4 separate regions of the Mus musculus genome follow, and regions 1, 3 and 4 are each linked to region 2. The links are chromatin contacts, called in public HiChIP or PLAC-seq and promoter capture Hi-C maps. All regions are on one chromosome and are shown on one strand. The core of a region is the stretch at or near the end of the contact, and the rest is flanking DNA. Distances in the headings are between cores, read along the strand shown.

Region 1 (3,041 bases), core at 398-2,897, 470 kb after region 2:
TTTTAGGTTCGTTTATTTTTATCTTGTGTGTATGAGCATTTTGCCTGCAAGTACATGTGTGTACCATGTGTGTGGCTGGTGCCTACGGAGGCCAGAAGAGGGCATCGGGTCCCTCGGAACTGGAATTATAGAGGGTTGTGAGCGGTCATGCAGATAGATGCTGGGGACAGGTATTCTACAAGCACTCTTAACTGCTGAGACATCTCTCCAGCCCCCCCCCAACAAACTTTTAGAAGAATTCCATAGACACATAAAATCCAGATTCCCACCTCGGTGCTGTGGGGTCAGACAAGAGCCCAGGAGAGCTGCCTGCACTGAAGACCTCCTTGAGTGCACAGGGAAGGTACTAGGTACATGGAGTTCCCACCCCACCATATCCAGCTAGTACTAGTTAGTGCTGAGCTTTTGGAGATGGGTGTGAGCTAGGCTCAGTTTCCTAAGGTGCCCCCCCACGCCTCCATTTTTTCCTGAAGTACGGTCTCTGGTCTCTTTGAGATCTGTAAGCCTAGCACCCCCAACAGAGAGAAGGCCCCTCTACTACTGAAGTCAGAGTTACAGGTTCAGACAATCACCCTCTCCCTCCCTCCCCAGTCTCTCTCTCTCTCTCTCTCTCTCTCTCTTTCTCTCTCTCGCTCACTCGCTCTCGCTTGCTCTCGCTCTCTTTCTCCCATGTTTATTTTTTTAATTCCAGGATGTTTGGTTTGGCCTGGCTCCAACTCACGGTGTTTTCACTAGGCCATCTCAGATTCCTCCAGCCTGGTCCCAGTTTTTCCTGTAGTGGGTGGGGTGGGGGGAGGAATGAGACCTCTGTCTTGGGGTTGAAGAAGAACCTGGGTCTTGGAGCCAGACTGCTCTGGGTGCAAATGCGGCTCCAACTCCAGGCTGCGCATTCTGTGCCTGGTGCTGTTCCAGCCTCTGAGAAGCTACATCTGAGAGCTTACTGGGCTCCTCACAGGGAATATAGAGCTGCTGAGACAGGACACAGGAGAAAACAGAGGAGGGGCCAGAAATCTCTAGAAAAGTAAGTTCTGCCGAGCCAGCAAGGTCCCCACAGGACTAGAACAGGACACAGTGCCTGTTTCACCAGGCTGAGGTCTCTGCATCCATCTCCAGCACTGCAAATGTTTCACTAAAACCCAGGCAAGGTACAGCCCTATGAAGGCTGAAGAAGCAAGATTACTGTGTGTTAGAGGATGCCTTCACCCTACATATGGGGAAACTGAGGCCCAGAGAGGCCATCAAGCTGCTAAGTAACCCTGATGTAACTTGAGCCCACCCTTGTTCCAGATCCTAGGCTGTACCCCCTCCTCCCTCTCCTCCCTTTTCCCCTACCTTCCTCTCCTTCCCTAGCTTCCAGGGAGGAGTGACCTACAATACCCAGGTCACCTGCTGAGCTTCATCACGTGTGTAAAAGTAGCAGCCAGCATGTCAAACTGCTTTCAGAGCTGGGGCTGCCCCCATAATGGCTTTCTGCAAGGAGGACGGGGGGGGGGGGGGGCTGGGGGGGCTGGGGGGGCGGCTCGGGCCTCAGGACCCAGGGGGAAAAAATGAGGCTCTTTGCCCAAGGTTGCCCAGACCAGGGAGAGACGCTACAGAGGCTGAGCCCCAGCAGCCCTGTCTGGGGCTGGACCCCTCTGCAGCCCCATTCTGGGCCCCAACCCTGCCCGCTCTTCCTCTGGACAATGTAGCCTTTCAGGGCCAGACAAAGGCGAGTTTAAAAGGCGAGAATTGTGTTTCCATGGCTGAGGGGCGGGGGGGCCGCCGGCGGGGAGGGCCCAGCAGCGCAAACCGTGGTGTATTTATGCCCGTCTGACACAACACAATTTGATTTTCCACATAAAAGATCAAATAATATTTCGGTTACAGTTAATTACGCAGCCCAAAAGCCCATCAAAGGCCCCTCTGCATCCACCCAGCCCTTGCTCTGTGGCTCCGCGTGCGCCCAGATTTCACGGATTGCTTCTCAGAGTCTGCACCCCTGCAGCTCCCCGTTCACAGGGGCCAAGGGGGCCGCTCCAGAGACTACCCAGAGAGTCCCCATCTCTGCACACGAGGCCTGATCTCCCCACCAAAATAACAGCCAAAACATCTTACAAGGCAGCAAGCCTTCCCGTGCCCCACAAGCCCCATCTCCCTGTGCTATTAGAGGAAATGGGGTCCAAGGAGGACAAGGGAGCTTATGGAGCCTGCTGCTGTGGCACAGCTACTGAAACTAGGCTGACATGCCACGTCTTAGTTGACCGACTTCTCTGTTTGAAGTGGAACTGCAAACTCCCAACCGTGTTTGTTGAGTGAACAAATAACTTGATGAAGGACTGACCAAGGGAGAGGATGACTATGAGGGAGGAAGGGAGAGAAACCGGAAGGGAGGGCGTGGGGTGGGGGAGGGGAGGGGGAGCTAGGCTCTACCCTGGTGATGGCAGCAGTGCTGAGGGCCTGCACCAGCGTAGCATCTTTTATCTTTTTCTCATGGACTTCCCTCAAGCTGACAGGAAACAGTGTTCATACCCGAGAGCCCTGAGGGCCCGGTTTAAGCAAAGGGTCCCCTCAGAACCTCAGCTCATTCTGTGCGGCATCGTGAACAATTCTCTCAGTGAACACTTGAGAAAACTCTAGAAAGACAGGAACTGAGGCGGACAGACTCTTAATCGGGATCTTCACAAGATAAATTCACCAACCCAGACAACAATGGACTCTCAGAATCAACCCAGAGCAAGAATTCGTGCTGGCATCTTGCCCAGATCTCCCAAAAAGCCCAGAGAGGGTATGCATTCGGCCAAAGATCACACAGCAGCTGGGCAGACTGGCTTTCCTGAGGTTGGATGCCCTCTGGTGTCCATCCCAGGGTAGCATCGTTCTGCCTTTTACAGGTTCTGTGTGGGGGGGCTGGGGAGCACTTAAGTTCCAAAGGTTTGTTAGAGCTGAAGACTCAGCTGGTATGTGCCCACACTCACCTTGCATCAGCCTGCGGATCCCCACACACACAGCCTACCTTGGAGATTCTCCAAGCACCCTAAGAAGGGTGCTCCTCCTGCAACAAG
Region 2 (3,085 bases), core at 181-2,680:
ATGGGACGTCATGAATTGGGGTACAACTGGTGACGGCTCTGCACTACTAAGGTTCAAGTCCTGCCTCATGCTTCATCACATCACCTGGGACTTGTTCCTGCCCTGATCTGGGTTTTGTTTTCCAATCTGTGGGGTGGGTTGAAAAGGTGATCTGTAAATGTCCTGCCAGTTGGGAGCTTCCTGGTGTGGCAGGCTCACGTCTCCTTGGGAAGTTACCATCAGTGTGGTTGGTCCTCCTGGGTCCGTGCCTGCATTCTTGACCTGTTAACAGAGGTTAAGGGGCACCCAGAGGCCACAGACCAAGCTGTCTGTTCCTTGATAGTATGAAGCCTCCGCCCTTGCATATACCTCTCAACTTCACAATCACACTGTTATGCACAACCTACATTCCTTTTTAAATGTTTGTTTGTTTGTTTGTTTGTTTGTTTTCCCAAGACAGGGTTTCTCTGTGTAGTCCTGGCTGTTCTGAAACTCACTCTGTAGACCAGGCTGGCCTCCAACTCAGAAACCCACCTGCCTCTGCCTCCCAAGTGCTGGGATTAAAAGTGTGTGCTACCACTGCCCGGCACAACCTCATTTCTTTGCATCAGATCAATCTTAGAAGCCTCCTGGTGCCACTGGAAGACTTGGGATTTGCAGTTAGACAGGTGGGGCCATTTCTGCAGACAGCTCAGCAGTGAGGAATGCTCCCTGCTCTTGCAGGGGATCTGGGTTCAACTCCCAACTCTCTCCCTCCCCATATTAGGTGGCTCACAACTGCCTGTAACTCCAGCTCCAAGGGATCTGATGCCCTCTTCCGGGAGATCTGTGCTCATGTCTACATGTGCACTGACTCACACAGAGACAATTAAAAGTAAACAAATCTAGGTCAGTGGTGGTGGCTACACCTTTAATCCTAGCTTTTGGGAAGCAGAGGTAGACAGATCTCCAAGTTCAAGGCCAGCCAGAGCTGTATTGTGAGGTCTTTCTTGTCTTGAAAAACAAGAACAAAAGAAAGCAAAACAAAAAACAGAGAAGGGGAGTGCTTGGGGGAGGACAGTTTTTCAAACAGTGTAAGATTTGTTGAGATGCAAGAGGTGTAGTGTGGGCCTGGCCAGCTAGAGTGGGCTGAAGGAAGAAGAGAAAAGCAAGCCTCCCATAGGAAGACCCTCCATTTATGCTGAATTTGAAGTAGGGCAGTGGATGCAAAAACCCTCAGCACAGTGTTTGATGTGCATTGTGTGTCCAAGAAGACACTGAAAGGAATGAAGTTTCCCAGACTGGTGGGGACCCAGAACCTCCTCCAGCCCTGTCTGAGCCTGACATGGCTCTGTCTATAGCCGTCCTCTCCTTCTGCTCCTCCGCAGTTCCGTGGCTAGGTCTCAGCCCCTGTCCTTCATCTGACGTGACAGGAGAGGGAGGGATGCAGAGCCGGGAAGAGGGACTTGAAGAAGATGGATGCTGGCACTGTTGCCATGGCAACCACGGGACGGGCAGGAGGCCCGTTGCCAGGAGTGGTCCCTGCTTTTCCTGGATTCCCAAGCCTTTCAGGGAAGGCAGGAGATGTATCAGGGACTCGAGGATACAGGCAGGCCCTGAGAGACGGATGGGGGTTAGTGATATTTTAGCAGTCTCTTCTGGATTCGTGGGAAGATCTGCTAGTCCCTGTGCTGAAAGATGGGGAAAGAGCAGAAGGAGGGGTGTGGAGAGGGCAGGTTTCCTAAGCACCTACTATAGCTGGTATGTACAGCTGGTTTCTGCACAAGAGGCATCGGGTAAAATCTATAGAGAGATTGTAGTTCAAATCCTGTCTCTGCTTCTTCCCATTTGAGTTGTCTCCTGCCTCCAGACCCTGGTGCCCTGTTTGGCAAAGCAGGTGATGTTGGATGATGCTATGTGGCTTTGCCTGTCTCAGGCTCGTGGCCCAGAGGCTTCTGGGATAGAGGCATGCCTGCTAGGCTGAGTATTGTTTGTGCCTTGCTGATATTGTCACATGGCTTGTAGGGAGGGATCCAATTTACTTCTTTATCTGTGCCTGCCTGTTTTCCTGCCTTCTGTTAATAGACATTTCTTGGTCTTTTGGAGAAGAGAGTCAGGGACTCAGGTCAGTGGTCACAGGACAGGCTGATGATAATGAAGGCTCTTACAGGTAGGACCTGCACAGTGGCAGGGCAGCTTCCTTGCCATGAACCTCACAGGAATTCCTAATAGCTCCAAGAGAGAAAGTCAAGGTTCAAAGTAGTTGCACAAGTCACCTGAGACAGCACAGTTGGCTCCTACCTGATATGGGAACTTGGAAACTGGTGGGTTTGCTAAGAATAAAGTGGTGGTGAGGTTTTTAGGGCTGGGGCCATGGGCTTGCCACAGAGCTGCTTAGTTCTTGACTCCGTTGAGTCCTGGGGATCTGAGAAGGCAGAGGCGAGCCAATCAGCAATCTCTGCAATGCTGAGGCCCGTTTCTCCCATTGCGACTGTGTCGCCATGCAGACAATTCTTAGCATAATTTCCCACTTACTGCGGGTGCCTGACGTCATATTCCCCACCCCCTGCCCCATGGTCTGCACCCCCATCCTGATAATTTTTTCTAGCTGTTTTTCTGTCTCAGGACTGACTTGAGCCAGTGAGAAGTAGGGGTGGGTCTAGCCCCATCCTGTACATGTGGACACCCGGCTCTTCTGTGTTCATGGTGTCTTCATATATCAGCTGCTCACACTGCAGCCCATGTGTCTGTACGAAGTCCTCAAGTTACTGGGAAGGAAGTAGGAAGGCACAGAGGAAGAACTCGGAAGCGGGGACAGGAAGAGAGAGAGGACCAGAAGAAGAACTCAGGGAGAAAGGAAGAGGACCAGAGGAAAAACTTTGGAGGACAGAAAGAGAGGCCCAGTGGGATTCAGCCTGGAGAGTGGGAAAGAAGAGAAGTGACCCCTTCCAATGTATACTGAAATTAAAAATAAATCTATATGTGCATGTGTGCATGCATGTGTGTATGTGTGTGTACATGTGTGTGCATATGTGGGATGTGTATGCACACAGGGTGTCAGAGGACAACTTTTAAGAGTTAGTCTTCTTTGGTGTATATCCCCAGGATGGAACTCTGGTCACCAGTC
Region 3 (2,907 bases), core at 281-2,780, 510 kb after region 2:
TATACACATATACTTACATAGACACATACTAACCCATGTATACACATACACTTATGTACATACATATACATATATACATACAAACATTTATACATACCAACATATATACACACAAATATATACATATATACATTCACACACATATACTTACACACATATATATATACAAACACACACTCACACTTATAGTACACACTCATGCACACACATATGCATACATATATGTATATACTCACACAAATATATACTTAAACATACATGCACATACACTCATGCACACACATATACATATATACATACACACACATATACACAGACATACATGCACATACACTCACACATACATAGTTACACATACATACACATGCACTCATGCACACACATACACATATATACATACACACATATACACATATATACTCAAACATACACTCATGCACACACATACACATGCACTCATGCATACACATATATACATACAGAAACACATATACACATACATGCATATGAACACACACACACATACTTCTTGTACCATGCTGTCATCTAGAACCTAGAAGAGGAAAGAGTTTTGGTGTGTACTGAAGAGCCAAGATAGAATTCTGAGTGGATCAGAACAGAGACCAAAGAGAGTCATGTAGTCAGAAACAGGGTGCAGGTTTTAATGTGACCACCCCAAGTGACCTCAACAATCTTGCTTACAGAAGGTCTGCTGGAACAGGAATGGTGCCAGGGGCTCCTCAGTGAGCAGTAGTGTGGAAGGAGAGGACAACAAAGCATGGGCCGAAGACTGTCCTTGGGCCTCCATGTCCTCATCTGTAAAATGGGCATAGATGCAAGGCACAAAGGACATCAGGGCTGGGCCAGGTGCTAGACTCATTCCATACAGTGAAATCAGACCAGAGCAAATGGAACCAGCTTCTGGTGGTAGAGTCTACCACCCTGGGAAAACTGAGGCCCAGAGACAGAGGTTAGATGGATACAAGCTGATCTCACAAAGGAGGGAATGGCAGGCAAGCCTTCTGCTTATATTTGACAGCTGTGTCACCCCCACCAGGGGCCCCAACAGACACAAGAAGGGAGCAAGAGGTGAGGGCCACCAATGGGCCTGCAGCATCCACACCCTTAAGCTCCCCACAAGCTCAGGATGCTACTGAGAAATAGCCATGTCCCAGAGGGGGAAACAGAGGCACACATCTCAGTCACCTGCAGAGATCCCAGAGCCAAGTGTGTGACAAGGCTGGGCCTGCAGCCAGTGCTGACACTTCTGGGATCCCTCTGCAGCCGGCCCGGCCCTCTGTCACTAGCTTCCCTAGTGTCCAACTCCAGACAGTGGTGTTTCCTCCCTTCCTGCCCAGATGGTGACTGTCGCTTTGTCCTGAGGGTGTCCTCCTTTTGCTCTGCTTTCTCTGGCTTTCTTTCTTTCTTTCTCTCCCCCAGCCGCAATTGGAAGGACAGAGAAGCAATTCCCTGGATGGCAGGAGCAAACAAAAGGGGCGGCTGTCAGCTAGTCCCAGGGCCCTGCCACCCAGAGCTGGGGATATGGAAATGAGCTGGTGCATATGCAAATGAGACTCCTGGTGATTTGCATGGGGCTGCAGAATAAAGTGGAAGAAGGCGGTGGGAGGCTGTCAAGTTCTGCCAGCCCCTCCGTGGGGCCTCTTCTTGGTACTTGGCCTCTGCAGATAACCTCCCTAGGGACAGCCTCTCTGAATGCTGGTCCTTTACAGTACGAAGGATCTGGGCAGCTGTAGGGCTTCCTCCTTCCTATCTGGGTAAATAAATCGAATTTTCTGTTTATTGCCTCGTTGTGCCAACATGCTGCTGGTTGGGTGTTTTATGAAATGCAGAGAGAAGTCTGAGATGGTGCTTAGTGAAATGGTGGACCATGAGGGACACTCAGAGCAGGTGCTATAGACAGCAAATATACAGAGGAGCCTCCTCCTGCCCAGGCTGAGAATCCAAGGCAGCTTTGATGTGCTCTGGATGATGTGTGTGCAGAGTACTGGGGCAGGGGTGGGGGGAGTCAGGCTCCAAGGGCCCTCTCAGCAGGGCCTGGCTGGGTGGAGGATGGGTAAGGGGATGAAAGAGAAAAATAAATAAGGAAAAGAGCTTGAAGGATGGCTGGATGCATGGGTGCAGAGATGCTCGGATGATCAAACACCATGGCCAAAGCAACATGGGGAGCCAAGGTTTATTTGGCTTAGGCTTCCACATCACTGTTCATCCCCAAAAGCAATAACAGCAGGAACCTGGAGGCAGGAGCTGATGCAGAGGCCATGGAAGGGTGCTGCTTACTGACTTGCTCCTCATGGCTTGCTTATCCTACTTTCTGATAGAACCCAGGACTGCCAGGCCAGGACAATACTGCCCACAAGGCTGAACTCCCAGGGTTTGTCCCAGGCTCTTGACTTGAAAATGGGTCTGGCAATCCCAATCCCAAGGACCTCTCTGCTAGTAGCTCAGCGGAGACAAAGAGGAGCACAGGCTTCCTCAGCACCCTACACAAAGAGCATAAATGCCTAAGTGTGTAAGCTGGCCTTTTCTGTCAGTGAGCCAAGATCATCAGTGAGATGCCCGGAGGCTCACAGGAAAGCATGGATACTTTCTCCTTAGTGAGATAAAATACTTGACAAAGGCAACGTAAAAGAGAAAGGATGTATTTCAACTCACAGGTCCAGAGGGATACAGTGTATTGTCGCAAGGAAGGCCTGGTGGCTGGAACAGGAGGCTGGTTGGTCACATGACATCCACAGTCCAAATACACAGAGAGGAATATTGCTGCTCAACTCCCTCTCTCCATTCCTGTAGTCCAGGACTCCAATCAGGCAAAGGTGGCACCCACAGCGAGTAGATCTTCCCACCTCAGTTAATGTAATTGAGATAATCCCTATAGGCATACCCAGA
Region 4 (3,085 bases), core at 502-3,001, 450 kb after region 2:
GCATTCTCATGTGCTATCCCAGCAGTCTCTGAGCCCAAAACCCAGTCTCTTTTTGTTAGTCAGGAACCAGCAGTCCAACTGAGCCAAGGAGCAAGCTGCCAACAAGCCGTCCATATGTATGCCCACAGACCAAGCTTGCTCTTGGTCCTTGAGGTGGGGATAAGCTCAGCCTTTCCTCCAAGACTCAAAATCAATCAATCAATCTCTCTCCTCCACCACCTTCCTTGGCAGTTCCAAAGAATCTGAGCTGACCCCATCCTTTAAGCCCTGCTAAGTCATGGTGACCCTGTTCCTCATGGGCTGCTGAGTCACCGCCAGAAACCTGTAAACTCAGTCCAAGCATCATTCACAGGAGGTAGGAGATGCAAGAGCATGAGTTAGTTTTTTGGTTTTTGTTTTGTTTTGTTTTTTGAGAGAGAGAGAGAGATCTGTATGACTGACTTTGACGTTTCTGCCTCTGGCAGCCATTTATTGTCTTGTGAGGTAGACAATCGTCCAACTGTCAACAAACACACATCATCAACATCACAGCTACACATCATCATCTTCGCTGCACGTGCCAGAATTCCCATGGAGAGGCTGGGAGCTCCCCCAGCTCTGAGTACCCACCACACAGGGGCAGACAATCCTCCAGTGTCCCAGATAGAGAATCTGGTGAGCTGAATGACTGGCCCCATGAGAAACTGAGACAGAAGGAAGAATCTAGAGCCTGTGGGAAGCCAGTGGGGCAAGCCACTGTTTTTTGTCCAGAGCCTCAGTTTTCCCTCTGTAGAATGGGTGTCCACCCTGATCCTGTCTTACCGAATATGATGTCCTGGTGCCATTTCCAGTAGCCCTCCTCTGGTGTCACTGCAGCTCCCTGAAGATCCTATGGGGGAACCAAATTTCTGCCTATTGGACACAGAGTAAGGCAGATAGACACAAGATACGGTTGACTTGTGAGGCCAGATATCAGAAGAACCATCCCAGCCTCTGCCTCCCTCTTCTGGGTAGCTGCAGCCACTTCAGGACCCACCAGAGACGGATGCAGAGGCCTCCACCCACAGAAACTGCACGAGCTAATACCGAGTTATCGCTGCTTCCCGGTAACGAGTCTCAAGTCTCGGGGCTGTTTGTTTCACAGTTACAGACAGCTGACACACAGAGAGAAATGGATAGAAACACACCAAAATACGATCATCAATCCTTGGTATTTACTGTTCCTGGGTGCCAGCCAGACTCTGCTCATGATTTCTGCTCATTCCCTGGGTACACACCAACATAGAGTTGCTTCACAGATGAGCAAAGTGTGCCCAGAAACAGGGAGCTACTTGCCCAAGGGCACACAGCCTGATAGGGATGTTAGCAGGTCTATCAGTCTCTGAATTGCAGCACACTCTGCATTCCAAGCGAGGATATGGACTCCCCGCCACCACCACCCCCGCCCCCGCATTAGTGTTACCTTCTAATGGGGTGTTTTTCCCTGTGGGGAAGACATAAATGTCCGTGTGTCGGCAATCCTTCGGGGCAAGTCAGCAGAGACCTCAGCATCAGGGACTTCTCGGATGGTAGCAGGGAGCCACGTGCTGGAGAAAAGCCCAGACCCTGGAGGGAATCTCAGGAACTTAGCAAGGATGGCTGGGCTGCTGTCTGCCGGAGCCGCAGGGGTTAAAGAGAAAGGCTGGTTTGAAGAAATTCTCTAAGCTGGTGTTAGATCAGGAGGAGAAGGCAAAACGCTTGTAAATTCCACCCGGGGAATTGGGCCCCGAATCGGCTCACCTTTCGTGGACACCCCCGCAGCCCCCGCCCCGCCTGAGAGGACAGCTGACCTTTGGAGGGAAATAATGAAAAGAAGAAATTCCTTGGAGAAAATAATGTGTCCGGGCCTCAGTAATGAGATCGGCTCCTTTCATGTTGCCATGGCGACGGCAGTCATCTTATAATACAAACCCATGAATGGTCCGGGCGGGCAGCCTCACAGCCGAGGGGCCAGGGAGGGGGTTAGCCTCTTGCAGGCTGGGGTCAGGGGCCACCGGGCCTCATTTCCCCGAGATGCAGCCTGGCTCCGGGGTCTCCGGGGCTGGGGGCTTGGGCCTAGCTGACAGTTGCACCACAGCCCTGGGTTCACGGGAACTTTGCAGCCTGATGCTGGCGGCACCTTCTTGGCTAAGCAGCCGCTGCAACCCACATGCGGGGTTACTCTGCAGCTGCTGCCTAAGGGAGACACGGGAGCTTCACTGTCAGATCAGGAAACTGAGGCACAGGTCGCAAAATGAGCTCCTCCTGGTTCAGTTCTTAGGCCACAGCTATGTGTGGTCCAGACCACTGTTGGGCCGGGACCTCTCGGCAGCAGGGAAGTGGTTAGAGGCTGAAAAGATGCTCCTCTCAGACTGACAGGACTATGGAGGACCACCTGTGTGTGAAAACACACTGGGCTGGGCTAGCCTGGTGGCAGAGCACCATGTGACACTCATAAAACCCTGGGTTCCATCGCCCAGAGCCTCCCTATGATTGACATCTGACAAGTTACAGCTGCCGTTTGTCAGTGGAATGGGGCTGGAGAGCTCAGTGGTCACATAGATTTTTTTTTTTCTTGCAAGCATGAGAAGGCAGAATGGATGCCCAGAACCCAGGCAGGACCCAACGCAAGAACAAGGATTTGCCAGCCCAGGGATCTTGCCCAGTGATGGGAGGCAGAGACAGGAGGGTCCCTGGAAGTTCTATGGCCAGCTAGCTAGAGTACACACAGCACATAAGAGGACCTGTTAAAATAAGGTTGAGGGTGAGGATTGAGACCTGAGGTTGTCCACTGATCTCCACACCTATGCCACAGCACACTTACACACGTGAACACACACATCACACTCATATACATACATACATACATACATACATACATACATGTACGCAAATGTTTAAAGTGTGTGCATGTATGTAACAGCAGGAAGGATGGTGCACAGGGAAAAGTCTCTGTTAGAACTAAACCAAAGTACAGTGTAAGCCTCAGCAGCGTGGTGCCCACACCCCTGCGCTGCCCTGCACTTTGCGTGGGCGGTGCTCTTCCTTTAGGGTTGAGGGTACTCTGCCTAGATGGGTTATTGCAGCT

What was found. Promoter capture Hi-C pulls out the DNA fragments that hold promoters and counts their contacts. HiChIP or PLAC-seq counts read pairs in DNA pulled down with a chosen protein or histone mark.
Region 1: a contact with region 2 is called in an H3K4me3 HiChIP or PLAC-seq map of embryonic basal ganglia, with 4 times the contacts expected there. The contact joins two enhancer-like sites. A contact is called at or near these places in 1 of 484 Hi-C or Micro-C datasets (embryonic fibroblasts), 1 of 115 datasets of contacts at active chromatin or transcription factors (embryonic basal ganglia) and 1 of 9 other capture datasets (embryonic stem cells).
Region 3: an H3K4me3 HiChIP or PLAC-seq map of embryonic basal ganglia shows a contact between it and region 2, with 4 times the contacts expected there. The contact joins two enhancer-like sites. A contact is called at or near these places in 1 of 115 datasets of contacts at active chromatin or transcription factors (embryonic basal ganglia) and 1 of 9 other capture datasets (embryonic tail).
Region 4: a contact with region 2 is called in a promoter capture Hi-C map of hippocampal neurons, with 4 times the contacts expected there. The contact joins the promoter of C130026L21Rik here to the enhancer-like site in region 2. A contact is called at or near these places in 3 of 39 promoter capture datasets (cranial neural crest, embryonic stem cells and hippocampal neurons), 1 of 484 Hi-C or Micro-C datasets (uterus), 2 of 115 datasets of contacts at active chromatin or transcription factors (embryonic basal ganglia and embryonic forebrain) and 1 of 9 other capture datasets (embryonic stem cells).

The regions. Positions count from the first base shown.
Region 1 is chr5:111,553,842-111,556,882 of GRCm38.p6, reverse strand. No RefSeq gene overlaps it. Among named protein-coding and RNA genes, the nearest start is that of Gm36274, 6.6 kb to the left of the region's middle. Within about 2 kb of position 1,647, at least 79 of the 459 cell types and tissues checked have an H3K27ac peak or open chromatin away from gene starts, as enhancers often do. A contact at or near this core is called in embryonic basal ganglia, where this site is marked.
Region 2 is chr5:112,028,511-112,031,595 of GRCm38.p6, reverse strand. No RefSeq gene overlaps it. Among named protein-coding and RNA genes, the nearest start is that of Gm36794, 84 kb to the right of the region's middle. Within about 2 kb of position 1,430, at least 20 of the 459 cell types and tissues checked have an H3K27ac peak or open chromatin away from gene starts, as enhancers often do. A contact at or near this core is called in embryonic basal ganglia, embryonic forebrain and hippocampal neurons, where this site is marked.
Region 3 is chr5:111,518,319-111,521,225 of GRCm38.p6, reverse strand. No RefSeq gene overlaps it. Among named protein-coding and RNA genes, the nearest start is that of Gm36223, 10 kb to the right of the region's middle. Within about 2 kb of position 1,530, at least 50 of the 459 cell types and tissues checked have an H3K27ac peak or open chromatin away from gene starts, as enhancers often do. A contact at or near this core is called in embryonic basal ganglia, where this site is marked.
Region 4 is chr5:111,580,227-111,583,311 of GRCm38.p6, reverse strand. C130026L21Rik (RIKEN cDNA C130026L21 gene) reads right to left here and starts at 1,751. Exons shown (of 4, transcript NR_015546.2): 1 at 1,442-1,751; 2 at 1,016-1,133; 3 at 802-891.